3 separate regions of the Mus musculus genome follow, and all the other regions are linked to region 2. Evidence: chromatin contacts called from public Hi-C and HiChIP or PLAC-seq data. All regions are on one chromosome and are shown on one strand. Each heading gives the region's core, a stretch centred on a gene start, on an enhancer-like site or on the middle of the called end of the contact. The rest is flanking DNA. Distances are from core to core; before and after follow the strand shown.

The links. Hi-C and Micro-C count contacts between places; a contact is called where the count stands out from the background. HiChIP or PLAC-seq counts read pairs in DNA pulled down with a chosen protein or histone mark.
Region 1: a contact with region 2 is called in a Hi-C map of embryonic stem cells, with 1.6 times the contacts expected there. The contact joins the promoter of Nkx1-1 here to the enhancer-like site in region 2. A contact is called at or near these places in 3 of 39 promoter capture datasets (the 3T3-L1 cell line, the HPC-7 cell line and second pharyngeal arch cranial neural crest), 2 of 15 datasets of contacts at CTCF or cohesin (the G1E-ER4 cell line and large pre-B cells), 13 of 484 Hi-C or Micro-C datasets (B cells, CD8 T cells, embryonic stem cells and 2 more), 9 of 115 datasets of contacts at active chromatin or transcription factors (embryonic basal ganglia, embryonic hindbrain, embryonic stem cells and 2 more) and 1 of 9 other capture datasets (adipose tissue).
Region 3: an H3K27ac HiChIP or PLAC-seq map of embryonic stem cells shows a contact between it and region 2, with 11 read pairs. The contact joins the promoter of Slbp here to the enhancer-like site in region 2. A contact is called at or near these places in 6 of 484 Hi-C or Micro-C datasets (CD8 T cells, the N1E-115 cell line, embryonic stem cells and 3 more), 6 of 115 datasets of contacts at active chromatin or transcription factors (the SCID.adh cell line, effector CD8 T cells, embryonic stem cells and 1 more) and 1 of 9 other capture datasets (adipose tissue).

The regions. Positions count from the first base shown.
Region 1 is chr5:33,432,779-33,435,478 of GRCm38.p6, reverse strand. Nkx1-1 (NK1 homeobox 1) reads left to right here and starts at 1,389. Exons shown (of 2, transcript NM_011320.1): 1 at 1,389-1,854. The coding sequence starts at 1,389.
Region 2 is chr5:33,534,094-33,536,793 of GRCm38.p6, reverse strand. No RefSeq gene overlaps it. Among named protein-coding and RNA genes, the nearest start is that of Fam53a, 94 kb to the left of the region's middle. Within about 2 kb of position 1,278, at least 37 of the 459 cell types and tissues checked have an H3K27ac peak or open chromatin away from gene starts, as enhancers often do. A contact at or near this core is called in embryonic stem cells, where this site is marked.
Region 3 is chr5:33,651,180-33,653,879 of GRCm38.p6, reverse strand. It overlaps Slbp (stem-loop binding protein), which reads left to right and starts at 1,306. Exons shown (of 8, transcript NM_009193.2): 1 at 1,306-1,685; 2 at 1,801-1,917. The coding sequence starts at 1,627. It overlaps Tmem129 (transmembrane protein 129), which reads left to right. Exons shown (of 4, transcript NM_026698.3): 4 at 1-664.

The DNA.
Region 1 (2,700 bases), core at 140-2,639, 100 kb after region 2:
GAGGAATGCATACCCGCTGGAGCACACGTCGTAGGCGCACACACTCACACTCTGGGCACGCCAGTTCCATCGCCGGGTCCCACCTGGGTCCTTCAGAGGCGGGTCAGCTCATTGGCCTGAGCGAGAGGAGGAGGAAAACTAGGAAGCGAAGCATCGGCTACCTGACCCTCATCCTCCAAAGCCGGGCTCGACCTTCCGAGGTCGTCCGCCGAGACTGTCCTGTAAATCTCCAGACTGGACAAGACGGTGCACAAACGCTCAGGCCTCAAACGGCCCTTCTGATTTGTTAGGGATGGGGAAGAGGACAGTTTCCGTATTATTTCTGGAAGAAACACATATTTTCCCGTTACATGAAGGGTATCGATCTTTATGTAGGCCACCTGCTATTTGTGCGATTTTTCGGTCACCCTTTGGGGGGGGGGCGGGGACTAGGACGGCCGTCTAGCCCTACTCATTTCGATTCCACTTCTAATGAGCGTCACTCGCGGGCGCCAGCCCCGCCTCTTGCGGGGGATTTCGAGTCGTCCCTAATTTGATCCAGCCAAGGGGGCGGGAGTCAAAGCCAGTGAGGATGGAGGGACAGAGATTCTGACCAGATTGCTCCAGACGCGGAAAAACAGCAATCGAGGGCAGCGGAAACCGAAACTCTGGGAACACGCCCCACAAGGGGCTGAAGACCCTGGAGAGACTCAGAACCCGCAAGAACCCCTCTCTCCCTTTCCGTCCTAGCAGCGGAAGGCGCGAGAGCCCCTGGTGCCAGGATAGCCCAGAACCCCGCGTGCCACGGCAGCAGGAGAGACCTGCCTTAGCGGTACCCTGAGCTGGGATGTCCAGGCCAACTCGGGGCGCGTGGGTTCCCACGTCCTGGGGCCTCTGCAGCCCTCCACAGCCAACTGATCCCGCAATTATTTAAAAGGCGACTGTCTCCTCCCCCTTCGCCAAGGAGGCGGGCACGCAGTTTCCAGCCCCGCGGAGGCGCAGCGGCACGGTGCTGAGCACCCCAGCCTCCAGTGGACTGTGCTCTGGCTCCGGGCAGGGCGTCTGTCTGTCCGTCTCTGCGGCTCAGTCCGTGAGTCCCGTACCGGGCCCGCCTACTCCGCTTGGGACCGTTCGCAGCCAATTAGGCGTGAGCGCTAACGAGGGAAGCGGAACCCTGCGGCCGCCTGCGGGCGCACGTGTGTGCGGCGTGTGGGCGCGTGGGCGCCTCCGGCGGGGCCGCCATAAATGCACTGGCCCGGCGCGGCGGGCGCCTGAAGCGGTGGCGGAGGCAAGGCCAGGCAGCACCAGCAGAGCGGGAACAGCTGGGCTGAGGCTGATTTTGCGGGGCGCAGGGATGGGATCCCAGTAGGTAGCGGGGGCCCGAGCCGCCTGAGCGGCCCGAGGCCCGCATGAGTACCAGCGGCCCGGCGGCACCCGGGGACGTCCCCGCGCTGCCACCGCCACCGCCCGGGCCCGGCTCGGGGCCCGCACCGCCGGCTCCTGCGGCTACAGCTCGGGACACTATGGACGGACGAGCTGAGCTGCCCATCTTTCCCCGGGCTGGAGTGCCACCGCTCGCGGCCAGCGACACTGTTCCCGCGGTGCCAGAGGGGGCTGGAGCGGCCCGGCCCGCCGCGCCCCCGCGCCCCACCTCCTTCTCCGTGTTGGACATCCTAGATCCCAACAAGTTCAACAGTAGGAGACGCCGCTGCGTGCTACTGGGCCCTGTGGTGCCCGCTACGTGTGCCCCATGCGCCCCGGCCGCGTGCGTCGCGGTCCCCGCTGCCTCCGGACGTTCGCCGCGCGCAGAGCTAGAACGCCGAGCCCTCTCCGCCGCCACAGGAGTCGCAGCGGCCGCGGGAGCTGAGCCTACAAGTGAGTATAAGGGGTTGGTGATAGGGGCGAGGACACCGACTGCTCCGGAATGTTTATGCTCCCGGCGAGCTGGGCCTGACCCAAGCGCCGCCGGGCTCTGTGGAAAGTTCGCAGAGCGCGGGGTCCGCCCCAAGCATCCGTGGCCTCCTCCCGACCCGGACTCTAGGGCCCTCACTGCTGCACGCTTCTGGAAAGGTTCTGTTGGGCCAAATCTGGGGCCTTGGGGTTGCGACTACGGTCCAGGATTCATCTAGTCAATCTTTGGTGTTGGAGGGTAGTTGGTGCTGGAGGCAAAGGGACATGCGGCGACTGACTTGGTGACTTACCCACCCCCACCGTGGCCTTCCCGGCCCTCCCCCTTTGGACAAATCAGACTAATTGTGACAAAACGCTGGTTATCTCTGGAAAAACAATTAAATCCCTTCGATTACAGTTAAAGGGAAATGTGCTTAGCGGCGGAAAGCGGCCGGTAATGGGGCGGCCCGCGCCCCCTTTGCGGTCGATATCCCATTACGGCGCATGCATATCTCTTTCAAGCACCTTGCAAACTCCCCCCGAACATCTAAATTATAGGGTCAAAATTCGGATAATTACTCGATTAAAACCTATTACACTTATTAGGGGCCGCTATTGATCGCGAATTGCATTCGACCAGCTCCTGATTGCTTTTTGTGCCCCTCCCCCGTCCTCCTCTAACTTCTTGGCCCCTGCGCCTCTCATGGACCAGAACGCTCAGGGAGAACTGGACTGGGGCCGCCAGCTCTACCAACGCGGTTGCATTGACCTTCCGTTCCTAGAGAGAGGAAGGGCAGGCCATGCAGGCTGCAGTTGGACCCCTCTCTCCGC
Region 2 (2,700 bases), core at 29-2,528:
CCTTGAGGCAGGGCCAAAAATTGTTCGCTCCTTTCTGACTCAGAGGAGAGCCCACCCGGCAGTGTCCTACCCCATGTATTAGGCAGGGCTGATGCTACCTGTTTCTCTGCTAGCCTTCGAAGGTGACCTTGAGCCTAGCCTAATGCAGAGCTTCTAGTGGGATGTCACCCACCCATCTCTCCCACTTCGGTGGCCTTGGCTCCCTGGTACCTATGTTTGTGGTTGAGTGGTAGATAGCTGCAGGTATCTTAGGCCTGACCCTCCTTGCTCTCACCCTCTGCTGAGAAGAGCTGCTGTGCTCTAGGGGCCTGAGGAGTCACGAGCTCTGCAGTTGTACAAAGACACCTCACTCATCCAGCCAGAAAGCAAAGTGTGTGGCCCACAGAGCCACAATCCACATGGGGGGAAAGGGGCTGAGATTAGGTTCTGTGGCAGGAACCTTCTGGCGTGGAGATAGAGTTCTGAGAGTCAGGGTAGCTGGAATCAGGTCTCACCTCGAGTGGGCCCCTCAGGCTGGGTGAGGGAGGGAGGCTCCGTGCAGTCAAGTGCATAAAGAGGACTAGACATGCAGAGGCTCTGGAAGAAGTTATGGCCGTGCCTTTCCTGGGTTCTGGCCTTAATCTCCATGCCCCTGTGTCTCCCGGAAATGGTTCAGAAGACAGGAAGCTGGCAGACACCTCACTGGGAAGCAGGGTGTGGGGCCCGAAGGTTCAGGGAGATCCACCAGGCTTCATGGAGTTACCTTAGCCACCTCAGGAGGTGGTCTTTCCTCGGAGATGGAAAGGACCGCACAATCTTTGGCCCTACCCTGTTGTGAAAGCCAGCAGAATCAAGATGGAGTCTGTTTCAAACACTTAAGCAAATGCCTGAAGCTATTCAGGGGTGGGGTGGGGTAGGGTTGTTGCACTCATGGCCTCTGTTTCATCTTGGTCTGACCTCTTCATCCTCAATTCTGTCCCTTGGTCCAGAGACTAGAGTCAGGCCACCAGAGAGGGCCCCTCACTTCCTGAATACTCTCACCCTGATTACTAGGCATTCCTGCTTCCTAATAGGACCTGGATGTTTTCAGATTGTCTTGCTAATGGTGGCAAATCTCTCTAATTGTCATTTAGATGTCACTGTCCCACCCCACGGCTACTAAGGGCCTGCAGTACACACTGTGGTTCCAGCTTGGTTTTCCAATCCTGATCTCTCCAGCTCCTGCTCCCTTAAGACCATTTGCTGTGTCAACCGGTCTGAACTAGAGGAATCTGAGGTCAGCAGAGGTCACCCAGACTCAGGGTTCAAACAGCTAATGAGGAGACTAAGGAGGTCAGCCTCCTGCTGTCTGTGGCCTACATGGGAGCAGCGGCGATCTGGGAACAACACTGCGGTTTGAGGTGAGTTTCCACCCTGCAAGTGTGGTAGTAGTCCTAGCTTTTCGGGTCTCCAGAAGGAAATTTATCTTGGCGGTCGCGAGCGCCTGGCCCCTGGAGGCCTGAGAGTGGTGGAGCACCGCATTTGTTTTAATTCCCATCCGAGCTCAGTGGCGTTCAGGAGCAAGGGCGAGCATGGCTAGCGAGCACGGGCAGCGGCAGGCAGCTAGAAAATTGAAAGACAAGCTGTGAAGTGCAGTGGCCTCGCGTTCCGTCCATTTCCTCTCTAGCAACTTCCCAGGAAACGGACGGTGGTTGCCTCTGAGGCTGGGATGATGGATGGCCGCCACACAGGCTTGACCAGGAAAGCGCCCAGCGCCAACCGTGAGGTTGGGAGGTGGCAGCGGTGGGGTAGGATGTGCAAAAGCAGGGGGTGTTACAGCTAGGACCGGGACGGTACTGTGTGGGGTAGACCCTCTTTGGCTTGCCTAACCCTGCTCAGCCTCGGCTTCCTTAATCAGCACAATGGGGCCGTTCTGACGCTGCCCACAGGTGCCATGAGTTCCAGGAGATGTTGGTGTGTGTGTGTGTGTGTGTGTGTGTGTTGGGGGGCTGTGGGTGCAGATACTATTCCCTGCTCCCCGTGAGAGGAGAGCTGCTGGAGCACAGCTCAGGGCCTACCCCAATTGAGATTTCCACCTTAAGGTGCAAGGAGCCCCCTGCGGCCGAGTCCCGCCGCCCCCTCCACCCCAGTGACAAATACTAATGTCTAAATCAGCAGCCCGCCCGGCCGGCCCGCCGCCTGCTCATGTTCTTTGCTGAAATGTCACCTGTTCCTATCTAACGATTTGCATAATGCAAAGCTTCTCACTCGTAAAATACAGATTAAGAGGGGAAGCCAGAGTCATTCCGGAACCAGGGAGCCATTTCAAAGGAACGGGGGAGGCACCATGCTCTTAACCCTGTCCCTGCCAGCCTGCTGCTTGGGGTGAGCTGGCTGGGCTTACAAGACACAGTAGTAGGACTGCCCTAATTCCAAGGAAAGGTTGGCAGGTGAGGACTTTGAGGACTTCCAAGGCCCAGCAGCTGTCCTGACACCTGCTTCCAGCCTTTCCTCTTAGCCTGTAGGGGTGGCTTTTTTTTTGGAGCCCCCGCAGAGAAGAATTGTCCTGGCAGGGCCCCCACCCTGATCCCCACACCACCACCACACACCTGGGATGCTTCTCTGGCTGCCCCTTTCTGGGAGTCTGTGGCTGTGGTAACATTGTAAGCTGTCACATGATTCTCCACCCCTTTCAAATTTTGGTTTAGACTGTGGTCTCAGCATCTCTTGCACAAATGCCCC
Region 3 (2,700 bases), core at 57-2,556, 120 kb before region 2:
CCCAAGTTCCTCACGAGGGTTGCATATGCTTTAGAGGGTCCACAATGCTTTTGTTGTCTTGTCCTGCTTCTCTAGTCCAGGGGAGACCAAAAGCTCATACTCCTAACCCTAGGAAAGGGTTTTAGGGAGCCAAGGACCAGAGAGCCACAGGACTATCCAGAAAGAAACCCATCAGGGGTGTAGCACAGGGTTAGCCAAGCCCCTGTGGGGTGCTTGGATCAGGAGAGGATACCTCAGTGGTTAAGGTTCTGATGGACGCACATATACATAGATGTACTCACTTATCTATGGTACAGATGGGTGGGGAAGAGGTTGCTCTTTACTCTCCATCTCTGACACAAAGTGTAGCTGCTAGAGGGATGACCTCTCCTTCAACTTGTCCTGAAGCACTTACATTTAGTTGTTGAAAGCAGTAGTAGCAGACCAAGCTAGCCCCTTATCCAGCCAACACTGCACCTAACCCCAGGGATTTGCTACCAGAGCAAACTCAGTTCTGCCTGTCCCTGAAGTATGACCAGGAGACAGCCAGTTTCAAGGGCTGTCTGCCTAGCAGAGGCCAAGTGGTTTGAAGTTATTTTTAACCACAGAAGAGTTAATTTTATACAAATAAATGTAAATGTAGTTAAATGATACAGTATTTAATAAAGTGTTCCTTTTCAAGTGATGTACTTCATTTTGTTTAACCTGGTAGTAAAACCAAACTTTTGCAGTATTTTACATAGTGGCTGCAGGATGTTGGGAAAGTCAGATGAATATAGTCACAGATCAGAAAGTCGTATAAGAAACCAGTGTCAGTGCTTGGTACGTTCAGAAGGACAAGCCCTTAGATGGCTCCACATAGTTACCACCATCCCACCCTCTCACGCTGCTCTGGGCCAGATCCACTCTTAAGGGAAGGGTCATGATTGCCCACATAGGACAGGTGGGATCTGCAGGGGCCTGGCCTGCGTGCTGGAGACTCAAGCACCAGAGGCAGGGCAGATGGCCTTGCGGGGAAAAAGAGGCCACTAAGTTATTTGGCTGTTAATGGATGGCTTGTACGGTTTTAAAGCTATGGGTATAAGCTAGAGGCGGGCTCTCCCGCCTTACTGTGGCGGTGGGTAGGAGGGGCCGGTCGGGATCTTGGACTGCATCTCGGTGGGCCGGCCCTCGCCGTGGCCACACCTCCTGACTTTGAGAGGCAGTGGCGCGCACTGCCCAATCTCCCGCCAATATCCCTCGGGCCCGCGAAGGGGCAACCAATCAGAGGCCCAGCTGCTACAGCGCCAGCCTCCTGGAAGGCCGTGGGGGCTGGGGGAGGTCGCCAGTTCCTTTCCGCCTTAGTCGGGCTGTTCCATTTCTCCCGCCCTTCGGACGGCCGCATTAGGCGTTGTAGTTTAGCGACTGCCCGCAATCCCAAGGCTTGGGTTGGAGCCGGGTCCGTCAGGCGGGCGCGCAGAGCTGAGAGGGACTCCCCTGCAGGTGCGCGTCTCATGGTTTCGCCCTTCGCCGCGCGCGCGCGGGAGTTACCGAGGGGCGGGGCCGCTGCGCACTTAAGGGCGGTTGGGCAAGGCGAGCTCAGACCTCGTCAGTGCTGTTGCCGAGTGAAGTGCTTGCCGCCGAGCTGCCCTTCAGACTTCTGCCGCCATGGCCTGCAGACCTAGAAGCCCACCCGGTTATGGGAGTCGCCGCGACGGTGGTGCGAGGTAAGCGGGTCATGCGGTCTACGAGTCCTCGACTTCTCGCCGTCTGTAAGCTAAGGGTTCCCTGAACCATCGGTGCTTGGGGGCCCCGCCCACTGACCGCAGTCTGTGTCCTCAGCCCGCGGTCCCCTGCGAGATGGAGTCTCGGACGGAAGCGCAGAGCGGACGGAAGGGACCGGAAGCCCGAGGACTCCGAGGAAGGCGAGCTCCAGACTGCGGACCACCGACCTGAAAGGTGGGTCCCGACTCCTTGGAAACGGGTTGGTCACTCGGGGGGTTTGGAGACGGGCCAAGGGGACCCTCATCCCGTGGCACTCGGGTTTTCGAAGCTGGTGGAGTAGATTAGCTTACTCTGGAGATTCTCTTCAGTTTTGCTCAGTGTTAGAAGCATCTTACCAGCGACTGATAGGTGGCAGCAAAACTGGTTTTATCCGGAGTGGGTCAGCCTTTATATTTTTCACTCATAATGTCAGTAATGTCAAGGACTACTACTATGAACATCTTGTTAAAATGTTTCGACCTCCAACCCTCCCCTGCTTCCGGGGCGGGGGTGGGGGGGAGAGAGAGAGTGAGTGTGTGTGTGTGTGTGTGTGTGTGTATGTGTATTGGGGCGAGAAATTAGGTTTTATTACCTGAGTGAAAGCGAGATACAAACCAAAATTGAGTCCTAGATTATTCATACTTGTAGTTGGGTCCTTCCATTTGATAAGCTTTTGCCACGGTGTTTAGATTTTTTTCCCTGAGGCATTGTGCTTAAGTCAGTGAGGTCCCTTGGTAGCCTGATGGAGGCGGGCTAGCAAGTGAAATAGTAATTCAGAGAGACCAGGAGTGCCTTAAGAGTAAGCTGGTGATGTGAACTCTTCAGGGAAGTGCTCTCTTTGGGGACCTTTGTGTAGTGATTGATGAGAAAAGCGATCTCAGAAATTTTGACCATACCTTCTTTTATGGGCTATGGTGTTTGCTAGATGGCTGACTAGAAGGGAGGATAAGATAAGCATGGGGCTGCCAAGCCCAGTGA